2 separate regions of the Mus musculus genome follow, and region 1 is linked to region 2. A link is a contact called in public promoter capture Hi-C data. All regions are on one chromosome and are shown on one strand. Each heading gives the region's core, a stretch centred on a gene start, on an enhancer-like site or on the middle of the called end of the contact. The rest is flanking DNA. Distances are from core to core; before and after follow the strand shown.

The links. Promoter capture Hi-C pulls out the DNA fragments that hold promoters and counts their contacts.
Region 1: a promoter capture Hi-C map of liver shows a contact between it and region 2, with 2.4 times the contacts expected there. The contact joins the promoter of Ubash3b here to the promoter of Zfp202 in region 2. A contact is called at or near these places in 6 of 39 promoter capture datasets (the HPC-7 cell line, cranial neural crest, liver and 2 more).

What each region holds. Positions count from the first base shown.
Region 1 is chr9:41,155,755-41,159,591 of GRCm38.p6, reverse strand. It overlaps Ubash3b (ubiquitin associated and SH3 domain containing, B), which reads left to right and starts at 1,530. Exons shown (of 14, transcript NM_176860.6): 1 at 1,530-2,293. The coding sequence starts at 2,166. It overlaps Gm35657 (a long non-coding RNA gene), which reads right to left and starts at 949. Exons shown (of 8, transcript XR_870644.1): 1 at 1-949.
Region 2 is chr9:40,190,512-40,194,204 of GRCm38.p6, reverse strand. Zfp202 (zinc finger protein 202) reads right to left here and starts at 1,889. Exons shown (of 7, transcript NM_030713.2): 1 at 1,768-1,889.

The DNA.
Region 1 (3,837 bases), core at 281-2,780, 970 kb before region 2:
ACTTCAGCATCCGGCCAAAGCACAGACAGAATGAGCCACACATGCACAACCCTAAGGACAGCACCATTATCTAGTGAGGGCTCACTAAACTGGAGCCGCTGTTCTGTGCACAGCTTTGGATGCACAAAGTGCTGCCATAGACAGTATTTTCTCTTGATTGAAATCCAGATCATCTGGCTCAAGCCCAGATATCTGAAAAAAAAAAAAGACTTTAGAATGCTGGGTACTGTCCAGTAGACTTTCCTGAACACATCCCAAGGAGGCTAGTCTATGGATTATGGTTTTCTAAGCTGCTTCCAACCACTGCCTTAGCTAGACATTTCCTCTGCTGGGAAGAAGAAACTCCCCCACCTAGGAAATGTGAATTGCCCTTGGTCTCTTTCATAACACTAGGCAGAAATATGCAAATTCCTACCCAGGCTTCCTCTGTCTCACCTTCCCACTTCCAAATGCCACGGATACTCTGAAGAAACACCAGTGGAGGATGGGAGGTCAGGGGATTAAACTTTCATTTTCTTGGGTGCCTTATAAAGCAACATTTAAAGCTATGGCGAGGGCTTTATCCATCTTGGTCACCCTCCTCCCCCTTCCCTGCACTCTAAGTAGGCAAGCAGGAAAGAGCTTTAGTGCCTGGGGAATCTGGAGCTACCGACTACCCCTGTATAGATGGGACTACGAGGATGTTGGGGGTAGAGGTAACCCATTTGGGGGAAGAGGTGACCTGTTCGGGGCACCACGGGGAGTCAAAGTTCCATCTCTTCACGCTGGAGCTCTTCAGTTTTCCTCTGTCCCTCTGAGCTGAATTTTCTCATCTCTAAAAAAACGAGGCTATACAGGTAGGCATCCTCAAGGGCGCCATAAAAGGCCCATGAGTTAATTCAGCCATTATGCTCAGCACAATCATGGGCACACAAATGGATCCAATAAACATTAGGTATTATCATTGTCGTCATCATCATCATCATCACTCCCCCCGCCCCCACCCCCCCACCCCGAAAGAAGATCTGTGCCTCTTCTATTACACCAAATGGGATTGGTTCTTGATTGAGAACAATGCCTTTGTCTCCAGGTGATCAAGCTTTAACAGGCAACAGCAGTAATGACTTCTGTTCTTTGAGGTGGAGGTTGCTGGTCCTACTGGGGTGGGGGTGGGAGCTCACTTGTGGCTCCTATGCAGCAGGGATCCCGACTCCCGACTCAGAACCCTTTTATAGACAGGGTGCGCACTCACTCATGAAAGTCAGCTCTTTCCATTCGGAAGTGCTATAATTAGTGTCCTTTCTCTGTTCCTTCTCCTTCTAGCTCCTAGCCTTTCATTTCTCTGCTTCCCCTCCCTTTTTTCTTCCCCTTTCTCTTCTCCCTTCCTTCCTGGCCTTTGCCCTCTCAGGTCCTTCCATTTCCAAGAATCAGAGGCCCTTTTCCAGAAGTCGCTGTCCAGTCAGTCACTGAGGGCTGTGAGGTACTCGGCCTACAGTGATGTAACAACTTTGTAACTTTAGCGAGATCAATTTGAAGTGACACCTTTTCCCGGGTCTTATGGCTTAGCCTTCTGGACCTCTCCTCCATCCGTGCAGAGGGTTTCCATTACTGACCTCGCCAATGATCAAATGAAACGTGAAATGGGCTATTCTGAAGCCCGGAGGCCCAGATGGATCGATATGCAAGCCAAGGGCAGAGCTACGGCTCTGCGAATCCAAGCACACTGGCCTACTTCTGGAGACCTTCTGTCTAGAAGCAATTCCTACTATGGCTGGCTGTAATCCAGCCAGCCCAGCTTGGGCCGGCGCGGGCGCTTTAAGAGAGGGGCGGGGCCCGGCGCAGGCAAGGCAGGGCCTGCCCACAAGGCTGCTTTTCCTTTTTGATCCATTCAAAAATTACTCATTGCAAATTCCCGGACAGCTCGGGGAGGAGAAGCTGGTGGGGCGGAGGACAGAGAAGGCTGCAGCGGCGCAACGCTGGGACTCCGGGACCCCGCGGGCTGAGGTCGGACCCGCAGCAGCCACCGGCCCGCGCCGAGCTCCAGTGGCCTCTCCAGGAAGCGTCAGTCTCCGCCCGGAGATCTGGGAGCACCGCCCCCACCGTCCTCCCCGGACCCCCAGTCCCCGGCGCGCGGGCGATGGGCGGCCACTGAGCGGGCACTCGGCACCGCGACCCCAGCCCTCGGCATGGCCGCGCGCGAGGAGCTGTACAGCAAAGTCACCCCGCGCAGGGACCGCCTGCAGCGCCCGGGCACAGTCAAGCATGGGTCGGCGCTGGACGTGCTCCTGTCCATGGGCTTTCCCCGCGCCCGCGCGTAAGTCACCCGCCTGGGCCCCGCGACCCTCGACTTCGCTCCGGCTCGCCATCCTGGCGCTGCCTGAAACCTGCTTAGGGGAACACGATGGGCGCGCTGGCGGCGGGAGTGTCGGGCTAGGGGATTGCTTGGGGATGCTGGACGGCCGGGGTATCAGGTTCGAATCCCGGGTTTCGCTGGTAGCTCTGGGCGGTTCGCGCGCGCTCCCCCAGAGGTCTCTTATATTAAGCCCGGGAGAGGCGGGTCCCTTGGAGGACTTGGATCCCTTATCCATCCAGAGTGGTGAGCTGTTTGGGAGCGGAGGTTAGGGGTCGGTCTACTGGTGGCTGGCGAAAGGCGAGGGGCAGCGGGGCAGGGTGGCCGGCGCCCCCGCTGCAGAGGCTTCCAGCTCCGGATGTCGCTCTTGAGCTCCCGGCTCCCTCCGGAGTGGGAGGAGCGGGAGCGTGGGTGTCGCTGCGTGTTCATTGATAAGAGAGGATGGAATGGGAAGAAGTGATTCCTCCAGGGGACCAGGGTTCTCGTCAGTGGTGACGGCAGCGCAGAAAGCTGTGGGTGCTCAAAAGTATGGGGCGGGGTTGGGGGGGGGGCTGCCCTCCTGCCTCCTCCTTCCTTTCCGAGGGTGGGCAGGTGAAGGGCAAGAGAGCACAGGTGGCTGTAGCTGTAGCCTTCTGGGAAGAGCAGGGTTGCCAGCGACAGCCTGCAACAGTTCTCTGGAGCCGGTGCACACCAGGGCAAGGGGCTGGAACCTCTCCTGATAGAAAGCCGTCGCCTTCTCTGGTTAATTCCTGGCTTGCTTATTTCCTCGGTGGAGACACAAAGTTCGGGATGGTGGCAGGTGCTGCTCTCTCTTTCAGTTACGTCACCAGAATTGAAGAGTTGGGCGAACTTAATCAGATAGGGTCGAGTCAGTAAGTTCGTTCTTGCCTCGGCTTTCATTCACGAGGTAACTCCAGGTGTCCTAACTGGGAGCCTTGTTTCCTTACTAACGTGGGGGAGGTCTAAGGAGAGAAGACTCCTATTCAGGAATGCATCGTCCTAGCCAACCTGCTCAGACAGGCTGCAGTGCTGTTTGGCCCGCTCCGTGAAAGGCTACAAAGTGGACCGAGACCTCTGCTTTCTGCTGACTTCCAAAACACTACAACACCTGGAGAAGATATGAAGGGTTTTGCATGGGGTGCCAAGTGGGGGTCCTCCATGGAAGGCCCTGAGGATGGGTGGCGATCTAGAGCCTCCTGAGAACCAGAGCGGAGTCCAAATGTACTGTAGAAGTTGCTTAGTTCCAGGCAGCTGCCATTCCTGAGGTGAGATCAGAATCAAGGACCCAAATTGATTAAATAAACGAAGAAGTGGTTCAGTGGGCTCTTTATGTGTTCATATTTGATATTCAGCGGGGCTTTAAGGGAACAGTCTGTTTCCTTCTGTGGTCCTCAGAGGCCTTGCTCCGGTCATGACAGACTAAAATGATGGCTTGATTAATTCTTCTTTAATCCCTGAGACCGCACAAGAGCAAGATTACTGTCGACATACTACTGAGGCTTGGAAAC
Region 2 (3,693 bases), core at 640-3,139:
TCCTAAGACAAACAAGCAAGCAAGCAACCAAACCAAACCAGAAACAAACCCTCATCAGTATTTCATCTTAACATGCCACAAAAGATAATAGAGCATTTGGCTTTCTGTCTTAAAAGCATGTAATATCATAAATAACTCACACTCGAATGGTAAGATCACCCATCAAAGATTAGTCAACACTACTAGTATTTGCAAGTCTTTGTCCTCAAACCTCTGTAAGGCAGGTACCAAGAGGGAGGTCTGGCCAAAAATAGTGTTTCTCAAAATGGTCAATACAGAACACAGAGCACCACTTCAGTCTTACATGCGGATTCATGTATGATAAACTCCATACCCACTATCTGGGCAAAGGAAGTAAATTTGAGGTTTCATGCAGAAAAGCACAAACTTATCCAGCAACGCTGACATTCAGGCAGGAGAGGAAAATAAAACAGAAAGCCTAGGGTTGTTTTATGCCTGTGTTGAGTGGTATAGTCACCACACCTGTATATTCTGAAACGACAGGAGTCCCTCAATAGTGATGTAGGTCTTGCAGTGGCCTTGGAATGACTGTCTCCTGCAATTATACAGGTAGAATGCAAAGGGTGTGTACATAGGAGACAGGAGGAAAGGTCAGCAGCTGTCTTAGAAGAAAAATGTACTGCCTTCCTCCTAACCCTTTTATGTTAGGCAGCAATAGCAGAAAGTGACTCAAGATATTTGATGGCCTCCAAATATCCCACTGTCACTTGCTTCTCCTAGCAAGCTTCTCACAGCCATCCTGACACTTCATTGAAACTGTTTTCTGGATTAAGGTCCATGGGGCTGCTTCAAAGAAAAAGCTGCACAGAGAGATGCCTTGTGACTTCGTTGCCCCAAGCTTTCCCTACTGCCTTTCACCTGTAGACTATGGACAGAATAACCTGACAGCAAAACCCTAGATGTGGCACTCCTAACCACGACCAAGACGATAAGCTGGACCTAGAGATCTCCCTTTGGGGAGTTCTGCACAGAGAAAAGACAGCGCTATCCATGTGTAGAATACGAGACAGCCACAGCCCAGGGGAAAGTGTGTGAGAGGACCAGGTCGGCCATGGAATAAAAAACTAGCAAACTTTCAGTCCACTATGGAAAGTCCCGCAGATGGTGAGATGAGCTGGAGAAGAGGTCCCCGAGCTGGTTGTCAGGGGTAGGAAGAAAGAAGTTCAGACAGTGCAGACAGTAGCCTCTAGCTCTACAGGGAAGTTCTGAGCCTGTCACTAAGCCAGGTGAGAGCCACACGCTAGACGGCCAAGGACTGGCAAGGATCACAGGTGATAAGATCGCATGTGAAGGGGGCGGGGTTCGCTGGGAAGGAGGGAAGGCAAAACCTGCAGGGAGGGCTCTGGAGCAATGTGCGATGCAGAGTGAAAAGTCTGAAGAGAGGGGAAGGTGGGCGTCAAGGGGCCTAGGCTACACCCCACTGGCTTCTAGCGCACCGGAGCGGTTGGTATGGACGCAATCCGAGGGGCACAGTGCATGTCCGCAGGCCCCCAGAGGGGGCGGAAGGAGGTGGCTGGGCAGAGAAGCCTGGAGTGCCACCCTTGTCTCCGGACGTCCCGGCTCTGGCCGCGAGGAGGTGACATGGTTACAACGCCCAGGCCGCGGGGACCCCGCCGCCACCCCTTCCCTGGCAGGCGCTGTCCCCCGGCGCCGGGGGGGCGGGGTCTGCTGCCCCTCCCAATGCTCCTGCCCTTCCCTCCCCGCCCGCTGCGGTGCCCGCTCGCCGGCCAGGTCCCCGACACTCACGTCTCCCGCGGCTCCGGCGGCTCCTCCCCTGCCCGGTGCTCCCCCACCCACTCCCGGCCGAAAGAGCCGAGCGGGATCCGAGTCGCGCGGGGCCCAGCGGGTCGGAACACGTGGGTCCTCTGCGCCCGGAACCGGAAGCGACCACTCGCCCCACCTCCAAGGGGTGCTGGAGCCTGTCTAGGCTGTAGGAGGTTTGGTCCACTCGTTGTGTTCCTGTTGGTCGAAGCCTGGGGCTTCTCCAGTGAGACCCATGCCGGGAAGCATTCCCTGGACTGCTGCCCTCTATGGCCAGTCCCCTTTGCGGCAAACCCATCACCTTCCTAGGCGTGGTATTCATTGTCCACTTCCTACAGGGTTTTGTTTTCATCTTTCATGTTGGTTTTGGTATCTACATCTCCACAAGAGAATCCCCTCCTTCCCACGCAGTTTTCTTTTCCTTCAAGCATGGAAGAATAAAAAAAGAAAGGTTTAGATTTGAATGCTGGCTCCTTCATGCACAGCTGTTGCCGGGCCGCCAGAACATCTGCCTGTCAACTCTGTCCGTCTTGAAAAAACACAAACTGTTGGTCTTAGAACTAAAAACTGGAAGGTAGACTGAAGCTCAGTAAGGAAATGGTGGTGTTGTCTATTAACCTTTGTGTGCTATTTTGGTGCCTCTTTGCCACTGTCTTCCCTGATCTAAGTTGTTCATTTTTGTCTTTGTCCCTAACACTTCTATAGTCCATCTTGCCCTGAATGTCACATGGTGACATGTGCAAGTCTTCTCCTTTCAGCCATTTCTTGAAAACCGTTTCCGTTCATGGGACAAACTGCTCGAGACTGCTTAGCATACTTTGAACTGGACATGTTAATTGCTTTTGCTAGAGAGGCAGCTGTGTTCTGCAGAGGGTGTTACAACACCCTTGATCAAAGCTTTGTTGAAGCCCCAACTGGAAGACTGTTCTTCGGTCAAAGGAGTGGATGGAGTCTACCTCTAGCCTGGCTGAAGACCGAGCAATCGTGAGATTTAATCCAGTTGTGCCCAGCCAATCACCTGACCACCCCACCAGAATGCAAGTTCACTTAATACCGTGGTAAAAGACATGGGAGTTGGTGACGGTATCCCTTTAATGAGATAGATAATGTACTTTTTCAGAAACCTGATTCTGTTCAGTTCAGGCAGTCAGTGCCAGAATGGGCAGGTCTGTCTGCCCTTCTGAGTCCTGACTAAGGTATACTTTTCCCCTCCTCCTCCTCTTCCTCTTCCTGTTCCTCTTCCCCCTCCTCCTCCCCTTCGTTTTTTTTTTTTTTTTTTTTTTTTTTTTTTTTTTTTTAAATCTTTATCTGAGGACACTGGACAGAGCCAAAGTATGCTTTTTCTGTTACTTGGAGCCTTTCTATTATTTTCTGAAGTATCCCTCCCTCTGCTGCACTATGTGACTGCTTACAATGACAGGTTTGTTTTCTTCCTCTTGTCCATTTTCTTTTTCTAGGCAGGGGCTGAAACTGAAATTTAGTTTGCCTGCTCTGTTTTTTTTTTGTTTTTTGTTTTTTGTTTTTTGTTTTGTCTAATAAAATTGTCTTTGAGGTTTCTTCTTAGTGCATTTTAAAATTCTATCGTTAATGGGGCTAAGTACCCCGAGAAGGGTACTAAGTAATGAAGGTTTAGTATGAGAATTTGCTCCTCCAATTATGGAGGCTGAGATGATGGTGCAGGATCTGTGTGGACTGCAGAATGGAGAGCTGAGAAACTGGTGGCGACATCCAGCCCCAGAACAGGTAGGTGAAGGTGGGGTGTCGCTGCAAACCCGGCATCAGCAGGTTCCAGGATCAGGTTCTTGGTATATCAGGATGAAACAATGCCTTGCCTTAAAAGAGGGTATTTTGCTCTCTCCTGCCTTTCTCTTCTATTCAGCTCTCAACAGATTGACTGAGACCCACTGATTC